Regions from separate parts of the Mus musculus genome. Here region 2 is linked to region 1. Evidence: chromatin contacts called from public capture Hi-C data. All regions are on one chromosome and are shown on one strand. Each heading gives the region's core, a stretch centred on a gene start, on an enhancer-like site or on the middle of the called end of the contact. The rest is flanking DNA. Distances are from core to core; before and after follow the strand shown.

Region 1 (6,580 bases), core at 1,860-4,359:
TTGTATCTGAATACCCAACTCCCTGATGGGCATCTTTGACTCAGCAGTCCTCAAAACAATGGATCCAAAGAGGTCTCCCTCCCTCCTGTGTTCTCCACTGGGCTGAGGACATCCCACCCCACACTGAGTCACCAAGAACCAACTTCTGCGTTCCTCCCCTCCACTGGACATGCTATGTTCTCTCGGTCAGCAAAGGCCAGTTTTCTAATTGGTATTCTTGTCAAATACCGAACCTCAATACAACACCTTCACATGTCTACCCCTCACTGCCCTTCTAGGAAGCACTAAGGATGTTATTTCCTGACACAATGCACAGGTGGGCTATACCTTCAAATCTCACCCTTGTCAACCCAGACCTCACCAACCAAGCTGCAGGGCTTGCAACTTTCAATGCACTAGTGACTGTGACTCCTCCCTTGGCTCGGACTGTCCCTTTAGCCTGGATGACCTCTCTATCCTAGCAGAGTGTCTACAGATTCAACTTTCCTGCTGTGGTATTTATTTCCTGACCAACAGTGTCCAGTCCACAATTCAAGCTTTCTGTGTGTGCCACTGACTTCTGTAGGCTTACTATTTACAACGAAGCCTGCCACTTCCCTAAAGTGAAGGCACTGAGCCTTCTGGTCCTACTCGGAGCCTAGACCAACTTCTAGAAGGCTTAGTTTCCTCCTACCACTCGTTCTGAGAATGTGATTCTTCCTTACTTGCATATAAAACCCAGTTGCTTTTTTTCTCCCTTATCTTAATCATTAGCAGATCTCTAACCAGCAGCTGGACTGGAAACCTCAGGGCTGGGGCTGGGCTTTCACGCCTAACTGCCCACATCCACCCAAGCCTAGTGCTCTATGCAGGGAGTATGCCCAGTGGGTGGACAAATGAATGAAGGAAAGTTAGAAAAAAATAGAGATTAAGGTAGATAAATTCTTACAATATATTATTATTTTAGATAATAAATTTATCTGTATAAACTGATATATTTATGTTTTCCTTTGCTATATTTCTTTTTTTGTTTTGTTGTTGCTTTTGTTTTTTGTTTCTATATTTCTTTGATTCTTCCCATGCTAGTATTTTATAAGTCAGATGAAACCCAAAGATGGGCATCCTCTTGTTGGTTTTATTTTCCTTAAGATGGGAGTCTCAGAAAATGGCTCATGCTGGTCTGGAAGTCACCATCATCTTCCTACCTCAGCCTGCCTGTTGGGATTTCAGACCGAATCCCACACCTGGCTTCAGGCATCCATTTCCACTGCAGTAAAAGTCAAAATGTGATTTATAGCCTTACTTAAGCCCACTCCCAAAGTTTAGGGGACCTCAAGCCTCAGGCAAGCTGCAGCTCCAGCATAGAACAGGCCCCAGCTTGCTTGAAACATCTCACCCAGCTGTCACCGGCCAGTGGACACCCTCCCTTGCACCACAAGTCATTACCCCGCAGGACTAGGAGTTCTTAAAGCCACAGAACCAGTTCCCAGGAAAGGAAAGCCTGTTCTAATTAGGATCCAGCACTTCTGGCCACCAACAACTCTTCAGAAATCCAGTCACCAGACACTGCAGCATACATATTGACCCTCTTCCTCTACTGCAGATGTGTCCCGAGGAACGACATGAACCACCAAAGGCCACTAGCTCCCACTCTCATTAGAAAAAAAAAAAAAAAATCGATGAGAACAGACGAGACTGTTTCTGGGCTGCACAATTCTAAATGAACAACGATCCCAGGAAGACACGATCGCAAGGAAAGATCTAGAAAGACCTTGCTTCTCGCAGCTCTGTGGCTGATCACAAAGACTCGTGACAGAGTGGAATCACCGCTACTGACAAGCAGAGCTTCAATTCCACACTCCTGTCTCCGGAGCCTCCCCGGGCTGTCTCCGTCTCCGCACAGATGTTCTTCATCCTTACAGCTCAGGAGCCCAACTGCTGTAATTCCACTTATGCAATTCCAGCCTCGGCTCCTTCCCTCACTTGCACCACCTTCTCCTTCTTTCTTAAACACTCAGAGCTTAAATCCTTTCTCATGGTGTGAGATAACACTTCTTTCTCAAACCAAACATGTAAGTCTTATCTCAAGATAGATGTCCCTGCACTTAGCAGCCTCCTCTCTTAGGTCATGATACCACCATATTCTAAATCTTTCTACACCGAGCTCTCCCATGCTAACCATCACTACCCAGCCTGCCTCCCCACGGCCCTGCCTCCACAGGCCCCACGAGTGTTTCTCTGCACCTAGTCATGCCAGGGACGATGCGTCTGCCTGGCTTGCTGCAGCTCCACCACAGCCCATGCTCTGTAGAACAGCTGCTAGTCTTCCTGGCACGGCCCTGTGCTTTCAGACGAGCCACACTCCCCGTACTCTTCAGCAAATATTTACTGAACAAATATTGTCCCTGGAAACTACGTGCTGGCATGGGTGCCCCATGCTCTGACTCCATTCTAATTTGCTTCTGAATCAACCCCTGCGTTCATTGGGTGGGGCCATTATTTATGGGTAAATAATATGGGGTGGAGCAGCGAGGAATGTCTCACTCCTCAACTTAGAAGTTAATTGGGAAGAGAAGCAATGAAGCAATTAACTAAGACAAGATGTAGCCAGGAGCAAAGCACTCTGGGTGTCTGATGGAGAAGATTAAGGGAGGCTTCCTAGATGATGTGGCCCTGAAGCTTGGAGGATGTTTCTCATGTGCAGGGGAAAGATGTGAATGAGGAGAGCAAAGAAGTAGAAAAATTTGACCCTTAACCTTTACCCTATGACCTACCCTTCCCCACCCCTTAACCTTTTTACCCTCTGGCTCACCAGTCCCTGCCTTTACCCTTTTTCCTCCCAGCTAAAAGGCTATCAACCTTATTCTGCTTTCAAAACTCATTCCCAAATTCTTTACTAGTCTATATTAAAACAAACAAACATCACCTGTCAGAAACACTATATGGGTTTTCACACTCCCATGACAAGTTTTCCTGTAACCTAAATAGAGTCTATTTGTTCACTCAGTAACAAAGATGACATAAGAGAAAATGAAGGCTCTGAGCCACGTTTATCTTCCCAGGGACCTGCTGGTCCGTGACCTCACATGGCAAAAAGCACGTTGCAGATATGATGAAGGGCAGGAAGCCTGAAATAGATGTGACACGGTCGTGGATTATCTAGGTGGACTCAGTCCAGCCACATGGGCTCAGAGAAGTGGGTTAGAAAGCTCTGGTGTCATGGCTTTGAGGAAAGAGCTTGAAGGGGGTCGTGAATCATGGAATGTGGATGCCTTTAGAGGCTGGGAACAGCCTTGCCTTTCTGTTACATCCAGCAGAAAATAGGATCACTCTGCAACTTTAAGGAAACCACCCGAAACCTGAATAAGCAGGAAACCTTCGCCCCTATTGTCCTTCGAAAGCAGTGCAGTACACCAGCGTGTGCCTGTAATCTAGAGACAGCTGCCCCACCCAGCCGCAAGATAATCTATGCTGTTTTCAGCCACTAAAGTGTGGTTATTTGTTCTGGCAGCAATCAAAAACTAATACAGTCTCTCGGTTTCCCAATAGGTCAAGGCTAAGATTAGTTAGCACAGATTTCTCACAAATGCAGACATTTAAAAGTTCTAATGGAAACATAATTGCTTTCAGTTACAAATGAATGCGCGGGAAGAGTTCAAGTCCAGCTTTTCTCTATTAACAATGAAAACTTTTAAAGTATTAAAAAGCAACATTGGTCAGAGCCAACGGCTGTATTTAACACCTTTATCTCCTTCACGATTGATTCCAAACAAGAGCTGGTTCACCTGGGAGACCACACTACCCACTCTTCTGGGTAGCATCATCTCCACCGCAACTATGCTTCCTTACAGGAAGGCAGGCTATCCTAAACCTTAGTGTCCATCCCTCACAGCACCTAACGAAAAGCTAGATAGACCGCAGTTATTTAGTGAGCTGAGGAAAGTGTCTAGTAACCTCTGCTCTAGCTTCACAGTTGGTAAATTTCATCACACACACACACACACACACAGACACACCCCCGCTGATGGAGCGTCTGCACGCCTCACAGAGCTGGTGCCACGGTAGACACGGAGCAATATAAATAAATGTAAAAGAACATCAGGGCAATGTTGAGAACTTAAAATAGCATACACCTTCTAAGACACAACGGAGGACGGAAACTATAGCTCTGAGCTCTTGCCAAGACATAGCAGGCCACAGGCCAGATGCCCAGGGTTGACCCAAGGACCAACATTTAACCTAGAACATTTGGAAGGATGTTACAGAGATATTTTAAAGTTCTGTTTGTCTAGCAACCATTGCCACTAGTGCTTATTCATTCATTAAAGCAAACAGTCTGGACAAAAATTCATTAACCTGGCTTTGGTTAGATCACTTAAAACAATTAGATCTTAGTTCTTGAAATAGTTAAAAATTCAGATTGTCAACATTACTTACTAGCCATGGATGACTAAGTCTTTACTGTACAACTCAAATCCTACTTGGCTAGCTGTACAAAATGTCTTAAAGCATCTTTTACTTGATTCTGCCCCTAGTTAAAGTAACCAGAGGGTGTTTGAGTCATAGAGATGCTTCACCTAAGAAGTATGTACATAGTTACTACATCTTAAAACCCTTTTGCTTCTCAAGTTCTTTTACTCAATCTACCTTTATTCAGTATTATGTGTCCACAGAAAAGGGAGAGGGGCGGCTGGTCATATGGATCAGTGGGTAGAGTGCCTGTTGATCTGAAATCCATTTCTAGGATCTTAATGGTGGAGGGAGAGACACGGCATACTGAAGACTGCCCTCTTATCTTCTGACCTACACACGTGTGTGCAGAGTTTAAGTGACAAGCCTAAGCAACTCCTGAAAGTGACTGCCACAGGACTCTGTAGGGCTGCGGGGCTGGAAGGTATCTATCTATAAAGGCGGAACCCCGCCCCCCACCCTGCCCCAACAGAACAGTGAGTCTTGTCACTCTTGCTAGCTCAGGGGACCATCTGCTTTCAAGGTCTCACTAAGAGTTTTTTGATGAACATACTCTGGTGTTTGAGATGGGCCAGAGTGAAGACCAAGACCAGAAGTGTATGTGCAATAGAGAAAAAAGCAAGGAAACAGAGACCATGAAGGATAAAGGAACACCAGGCATTCCTGAATTATGGTGGCCACTTCTATCTGTTCAGGAAGGACTTGGGCTGACAGCTGCGAGTGGAGGAGACAGGATTGCACACTGGTGGACCAGAGCCTGCCTTCCCTACACCTATGGAATCAAATCATCTCAGTTGCTTCCCCTTCAGGAGTTTCTAAGAAAAGAGTACTCCAGAGGCCATAGGCCATACTGCATCCCCAGTACACTCTGAAACAGAACAAACCCAAATAAAGAGACCACAGAGAACACCTTCTTGAGATCTCATGTCTCAAGCCTTCCTAGCAGACGATGAGGTTGGAGATGAACTTGTCAGAGAGTCAAGTTCTGAGCACACCAAGGTTGCTCAAACAATCAGCATGTTCTCTAAGGGAAGACTGAGGGGACAGGGAAACAGCTGTCCCTGCAGTCACTGACACTCTCCCCACCAGATGTTGAGTCTGATCCAGTGACAGAGACCAGAGTTCTTTTTGGACTCAATTGTGGTTAACTCAACTCCCACGACATAGAACAACCGGCTAAACACATATTATATATTTCCATAGTGATTCACACGTTTTATCAATTCCAAGAACACTAGCATATTTCAAGAACTAAAAATAATGTGTAAACCTTGTGAACACTTGTGAACCGATTTAAGTTATAAAGAAAAAAAAATGAAAAGATTCTCACAACCAAATGAGAATCTATTTTCCATCTATTAAATTAATGAGAAACAATTGCTGCTACTAGCCGAGGCTGGGGCCAGGGGAGCCAGTGCTTCTGTGACAGACAGAAGGGAAATCAGCTGCTTTAATCTGTCTGGAACAATAGGACACTCTCTGAAAATGAAACCATGCATGCTATTTGGCTCAGCAGTTTCATCACTGATAACTCATCAAGACATGTCTTCAGAGAGCTTCACTGAAGCACATTTAAAAAGGGAAGATGGAAATTACCAAGTGTTTTCCCACCTGACAGATACGAACACTATAGCAAACAGAGATGTGGATGAGTGTAAGACAAAGGTTTTACAAATGGAAACCTTGCAAGTTTCTGGTAACATGTTTAACCTATGATCGTTCCACAGGTTAAAGGACAGGCCACCCTGTCTGATGACCTGAGCACCACACTGGAGTCAGAGACTCAACTCCCTCAGTTGTCTTCTGACCTTCACATGTGTGCTGCGGTGTGTGCACACTTGTGGACACAATGAAAATAAAGGCAAGTAGAAAATCACGGGCTGGTTTTCTCTTTGAAATTGTCTATTAAAACAGAAGCACAGGGCTCTGTCCTGTGCGAGAGGACATGAATTTGCATCTCCAGAACCTATTGTCAGTGTGTGGCAACCTACCTGGGATCCTCGCCTCCTGAGTGGGAGACAGGGGGTTCTGGGCGAGCTGGCTAAGGGGACTGACTAGCCACGTAGGTGAGCTCTGGGTTTGACGGGAGTGCACGTCTCAGGAGATGAAGCGGGAGAGTGCTCATGGAAGA
Region 2 (6,411 bases), core at 723-3,222, 640 kb before region 1:
ACTTTGGTATTGGTCCCCAGTTGTACAATATTGTGCTACACATGATATAAACATGAAAGCCTAGCTACCTTGCATTCTGTTAAGGTATGCTTGTCTATTTTGCAGGAGATTGGTCTTGATTGAGCAATTCAATTCAGTTAAATTCTGTGTAAATTTCCATAGGGAAGGAAATTTCTCTTTCAGAGTATCATTTCCTCTATATTCCTCTTTTTCACAGTAATCTGTTTAACCTAGGGCAGTTTGCAGGCTGGGAAGAACTTTACTAATAAGCTACCCTGATGTTAAGTATTACCATTCTTTCATCTTCACATCCAGGTTACAGTTTATAGAAGGGCTGAGGCACAGCTCTGTAGAAGAGAGTTTACTGAGCATGTGCAGGATAAAAACATGAGTTTCTCTGTAATACTGCAGAGAAAGGGAGGCTCATGGGAAGTAGTAAGCCAAGAGGAGAATGATTATAAATGCAGAAGTTAAGGGACTGTACCCCGGGGTGTAGTTTTATTCTTGGAGGTGTTTTCTCTGCTGCTCACCAGTCCTGCTTTCTTCCCTGTTTTACATCACTGTTCGTGATGACCTGTGCAAGTACTCATGAGCTGTTAACTGTGTGAATTACTGAAGGTTGGTGTCTAAAGCCTTCTGAGCTTAGTGTGTCCTTGGGATCCCTGCTGGGCTTGAAAGAGCACTGCTCAGTAGAGACTTTGCTAGGGAAGGAAGCCAGTGTGTAAGTGATCCTTGTGGGAAAGTGACGGTACATCTGTATGCTTATGTGTAACTCACAGAAACAGTGTCTTCTTACAAATGGAAACAGGCTCGGCTCTTCTCTTCTTTTCTTTTGGTTTTTTGAGACAGGGTTTCTCTGTATAGCCCTGGCTGTCCTGGAACTCACTCTGTTGACCAGGCTGGCCTCGAACTCAGAAATCTGCCTGCCTCTGCCTCCCGAGTGCTGGGATTAATTGTGTGTGCCACCACGCCCGGCAAGCAGGCTGTTTTCTATTTGTAGTTTTACTTAAGGCAGTTCACCCAGTGATACATGGCTGGCCAGGTTAGTACTGTTGAGTTTTCGGAGTTAAGAAATAGATGGGTATTTACTTCATAATGATATGCATATTTATCTGTATGGGAATAAAAGAGATGGGAATCAGGTGTAGTGTACATACATGCAATCCCTGACCTTGGGGCAGGAAAATCCCAAGTTCCTTGCCACTTTTGATTTTTAAAAAGCTTAAGAAAATGTGATGAGTCTTCGATAAGAAAGAACACTTTAACATATACCAGTGAGTTTATATATGAGGAAGGTTAATGATAAGTTCAAGGGACAGCTTGCTGTCTTTACTAGAGCTTTCCATAGTTGTCTCTTGTGTAACAGCATTAGCAATATGCTGTTATCAAGAGAAAAGATGTTCGTTATGGACCTGCCTACACTGATAATAAAAACTGCTTTATTTTAGATCATCTCCTGTACACATCATAGCTACTAGCAAAAGTTTACATTCCTATGCACGCCCACCACCAGTGTCCTCTTCTTCAAAAAGTGGGCCAGCCTTCCCTCATGACCACTGGAAGGAAGAAACACCAGTAAGACATGAAAGGGTGAGTTTATTCATGAAGTCAAACTTCTACAAAGTTTATACAGTGGTTGAAAACATTACCTTTCCCCAATCTGAGAGATTGTTTTGAAGAACATACAGATGCACAAAAATATTTCATTGTTCATTATATGCATTTGATTCTGTATTTCTATTTTTAAGAAAATTTATTACAGATGACAGTATTTAAAACTTCAAGAAAAAAAGTCCTTCAATAGTGAAAGCTTACTTTCCTTAATCTTACAACTAAGTTATATTTATTTGAAAGCTCGAGTTTAAAAGAGGTATTAAAAGATCTTTTAAAAATAACAAAACAGAAGTTTCTGTTTTCTCTGTACAGGCAAACAGTGAGTCAGAGTCAGGCATTTTCTGTATGTCCTCCCTGTCAGATGATGATGATCTGGGCTGGTGCAATTCCTGGCCATCCACCATTTGGCACTGCTTTCTGAAAGGTAAAGAAGTACTTAAATGATTTGCAGCTGCCTTGGTAGCACAGCAGGCTTGTAATCTGATCCCTTCTTTCTAATTCAACTTCAGGCACGCGGCTGTGCTTCCATAAGGAAAGCAATAAGGAATGGCAAGATGTGGAAGACTTTGCTAGAGCCGCCAGCTGTGATAATGAGGAAGAGATCCAAATGGGCACTCACAAGGTTCATTTAAAATCCTTCTAAAGAATTTCAAACTGGTCAACCTTCAGGGTTAATCTAGAGGAACGCTCTACTTGCATTCCTATTTAAATGGCACCTTGCCCTCTGGGTAGGGAGTGAGACCGCCCAGTGCTTAGCATGGTGGGCAGAACCATGACTAGCACTTCCCAGCCATGCTTCTAAGGTGTGCGGTCTGTGTGACTTGGCAGCTTTATGCTTTAAATGCTCTTGTTCTGGAAAACTAGACTAGCCTTAAAGACAAATAGTAAACTAATTCAAACCTTCAGTTCTTAAGTATATAATGCAGTGCATGTCTTCCATGGTTAATTGAGAGTTTGAGGTTACTTCTTAAATGACCCCAGGAAACTCTCATTTTCTACATTTATAAGTAAAAACAGTGGTAAGCAACATTAGAATAAATATCTGTTGACACATTTTACTTTTAAAACTTTTCATTTCTCTATCTCTGTTGCAGGGAAAAATAAATAAATGAATAAATAAGCAAAATGGGATAATATAAAATACCAATTGAAAATTCCTTCTTGGAGCTTCCTGTCTCCTGTCAAGTTTTGAGAAAAAGTTGATTATCTTGAGCATGGTGTCTTCATCTTGGTGTTACTCTTTTCTTAGTAAAGTGTGCAGTCTGATTTTGCTTCTCCTACTTTACACAAAATTTGTCTCCTAGTTTTGAAATCTCTGCAACATTTGCTCATTGAACTACTTCCTGACATTGCTGTCCCTTAGTTTACACAGCAGCAGTACCCTAGTTCTCAGTCCATTGCTTATTGCTGCAGTGTCTTCCTCTTCATAGCCCTAGTGACTGGAGCACTGACAGCAGCATCCAGGCGGCATCTCTGTAGAGAGCACTCTGAACTCAGTGTGTACTCCAGCAAGTCTTATGTGAACGACTTTAATCATCTGGGCCTTCGCATCCTGATATGTAATGTAAACGCAGGCTAAAATCTTAGTAGCTTTAAGAAAAAAGGCTAATTTTTTTAACATTTAGTATTTATTTTATGTGCATTGGTGTTTTGCCTTCATGAGCATGTCTGTGTGAGGGTGTCAGATCCCCTGGAGTAGAGTTAACAGTTATAAGCCACCATGTAGATGCTAGAAATTGAACCCAGATCCTCTGGAAGAGCAGCCAGTGCTCTTAACAAAAGAGCCTTCTCTCCAGCCCTAGAAAACTAATTTTGACTATTTGTTAATCTGCCCTCTACTTTTCCACCTGCATGTTAGACCTCACTAGTGAGCCATGATCAATTTTTCACACTCAGTATGACTTGGGGTACATCTCATTCCTAATTTCTGCCTATCTAAGTATTTCTTTAAATTAAAATTCCTTTAAAATATTTTTGCAGACCACATTCAAAACTACGAAACTGTCTTTCATTATGTTCCTTCTCATCCCTTCATATTCAGTTTTCTATTCCATAGTATTCACAGCATTGTTAACCCATTATGTGTTGATCACCTAGTATACAATTGGGTGCTGTAGCTAGCTGCAGTCATGTGTCTTTTTCTGTGAATGCAAGGGTAGACACTGGTTTCTTTCTTTTCACCTTGTTCATGTGTTCTGTAAGCCCACCACCTGACATGTGTTACTCAGTAAATGCCCACTGAATTTAAGTTTCATCTGGTTCTTCTCTCATCAGTTGTGGACTCAAGATGTACAGTGGGTATCTCATAACCTCAAATAATTAAAATGCAGGGCTAGAAAGATGGCTAGAGTAGTACCTACACATACAGCTACTAGAGCTTGTACACCCACAAATACGATACACCTTTAAAAATAATAACATAGTAGAGTCCCTTTTTCATCATCATGATCTGAAAATTGACAACCACATTAATAAAAATACTTCCATTGTCTTACCACCAACACCTCCTGAGTGAGATTTCATCTTGCCCTCTACAAACTTACAAACTGTCCCATTTTCAGCCTTATTTGCGTAAGTCTAAACTTAACCTTTTTTCTTTTTTTGTTGTTGTTGTTTTTAAGCACTACTACTTACTTAGCACTACTCAAAGAAGTTACATGCAACTGTTCTTTTTTTGTTTGTTTGTTTGTTTGTTTGAGACAGGGTTTCTCTGTGTAGCCCTGGGTGTCCTGGAACTCACTCTGTAGACCAGGCTGGCCTCAAACTCAGAAATCCGCCTGCCTCTGCCTCCCGAGTGCTGGGATCAAAGGCGTGCGCCACCACGTCCAGCACATGCAACTATTCTTAGCCTAGGCATTTTCTTTTTCTAAATTTTATCTTTTACATCTCACTTCAAAGTCCTCCTTAGTCTATCATAGATAGTCTTTGTTTACTAAACTTCATATTACTTATATTTGGATTAAAATGCATATTATCTCAATCTGATACATATTCTGTGGTCATGATACGTGTGTTTCTTTACTGCTTGGTTGAAACTACTTTAAAGCTGGAGATACTGACTAAATTTACCTTTTCCAATCCAGACATATATTGGGAGTTTCCCTGTTGAATGGAATGTTTCCAATTTATTTAGTCCATGCATATGCTTTCAGGGCTATGGGTCTGATGGTCTAAAGTTGTTATCCCATGAAGAGAGTGTGTCATTCGGTGAGTCTGTACTGAAGTTGACATTTGATCCTGGTACAGTAGAAGATGGCTTGCTCACTGTAGAGTGCAAGCTGGACCACCCTTTCTATGTTAAAAATAAAGGTAGGGCTTCAATTGAATTTATACCAACTTTACTATTATTTTCATATTTGTGCGTGTTTCACCTGCATGGATATCCGATACTTTGGTACTTCAGTTAACAACTGGTTGTGAGTTGCCAAGTGAACCCCAGATTTCTAGAAGACCAGCCAGTGCTTTTTTGTTTTGTTTTTGTTTTTCGAGACAGGGTCAGCCAGTGCTCTTAACTGCTGAGCCATCTTTAGCTCCGAGTTGATAAAAACTTTAAAGAAAACTTCTTACATTTTGTGGCTTTAAGAAAAATAATGAAAATTTATTTCAAACCAAATAAAATTCAACAGATGTTTACAGTTATATTTAATAGTGTTTAAGTACCTTAGCCATGATCAGAAAAAATGTTGCCATGTGCATGAGAAATGTCATTCATGTAGCATACTGTAAGCTCTCAGGTATAATGTGAGAAGTGGTGGGCTTGGTAGTCATTATTTTTGTTTGTATTTACCTATTAAGCCAGAGTTGCTCTTTAGAGCTTTACTACAGAAATACCGTGTAAAGCATAATTTATTAATTTGTAGGCTATTTCATAGTTTATTACTTCAGTGTTTTTGCAGATGTTTAAAAGTGGTCAGTATCTGATAGAGGTTTATAAATAAAATACTGAATTAAACTAGTTGTGGGGGTTTTTACATAGCTGAAACAGAAGTGTTAATCCTAGCAATGGTTTTATTTGAAAGTGAGAGACGTGGTGTGTCAGACCTAAGTAGACTTGTTCTTTTTTCCTCATGTTCATCTGTTGTCTAACTCTAGGTTGGTCGTCATTTTATCCAAGCTTGACTGTGGTACAGCATGGCATTCCATGTTGTGAAATTCATATTGGTGACGTATGTCTACCTCCTGGACACCCTGATGCCATTAATTTCGATGATTCAGGTGTTTTTGATACATTTAAAAGGTAAAGATGCATTTTTTTTCTGTTAAAGTTTCTTCCCTAGTGATAGCTGAGTTATAACTGAAGTCCAACTAAAGCTAAGGTTTAAGGGGTTGGGCACTGGCCCCCTTTCTATCCGAGTATGCCCATCCCCTGTAGTGGCCTGCCTGTGATTCCAGCAGTGGGAACAAGGAGGCAAGGGCTCTGCCAAGCAAGCTGGTTAGCTTGTCAGTCCAGTTAGAGATGATAGAGAGCAGTTGAGAAAGACTCATTTTGCTGGCTCATAAAATAAATTGTTGTAAATGAGTATAAAATTATGTAAATAGCTCTGTAACTGAATTGTTCACAGGCCATATCAATATTGCTAAACTGGATTGTACTAGGTGGACTCATGAGACAAATGCATCTATGTTCATGTCACAGTTTATGATGGCAAAAGGATACGAAGCAGTCAAAGAAGGGAAAACCCCAGAAGAAATAACAAGCCCTATTTTTTTGAGTCTTCTCTCAGCATATCTTAAGCTTCCAGGAATAAATAATACAAATGTATGAAATGTTTTTGTCAGAGAAGTTTGTTAGACTCT

What was found. Capture Hi-C pulls out chosen DNA fragments and counts their contacts.
Region 2: a contact with region 1 is called in a capture Hi-C map of embryonic stem cells, with 2.6 times the contacts expected there. The contact joins two enhancer-like sites. A contact is called at or near these places in 1 of 484 Hi-C or Micro-C datasets (embryonic stem cells), 1 of 115 datasets of contacts at active chromatin or transcription factors (epiblast stem cells) and 1 of 9 other capture datasets (embryonic stem cells).

What each region holds. Positions count from the first base shown.
Region 1 is chr12:31,290,495-31,297,074 of GRCm38.p6, reverse strand. All of the region lies in intron 12 of Lamb1 (laminin B1), which reads right to left. Among named protein-coding and RNA genes, the nearest start is that of Lamb1, 28 kb to the right of the region's middle. Within about 2 kb of position 3,109, at least 68 of the 459 cell types and tissues checked have an H3K27ac peak or open chromatin away from gene starts, as enhancers often do. A contact at or near this core is called in embryonic stem cells, where this site is marked.
Region 2 is chr12:31,932,797-31,939,207 of GRCm38.p6, reverse strand. Cog5 (component of oligomeric golgi complex 5) reads right to left here. Exons shown (of 23, transcript NM_001163126.1): 23 at 1,578-2,031. Hbp1 (high mobility group box transcription factor 1) reads left to right here. Exons shown (of 11, transcript NM_153198.3): 4 at 1,449-1,590; 5 at 1,927-2,038; 6 at 2,124-2,236; 7 at 4,767-4,923; 8 at 5,707-5,851. Among named protein-coding and RNA genes, the nearest start is that of Hbp1, 14 kb to the left of the region's middle. Within about 2 kb of position 1,972, at least 34 of the 459 cell types and tissues checked have an H3K27ac peak or open chromatin away from gene starts, as enhancers often do. A contact at or near this core is called in embryonic stem cells, where this site is marked.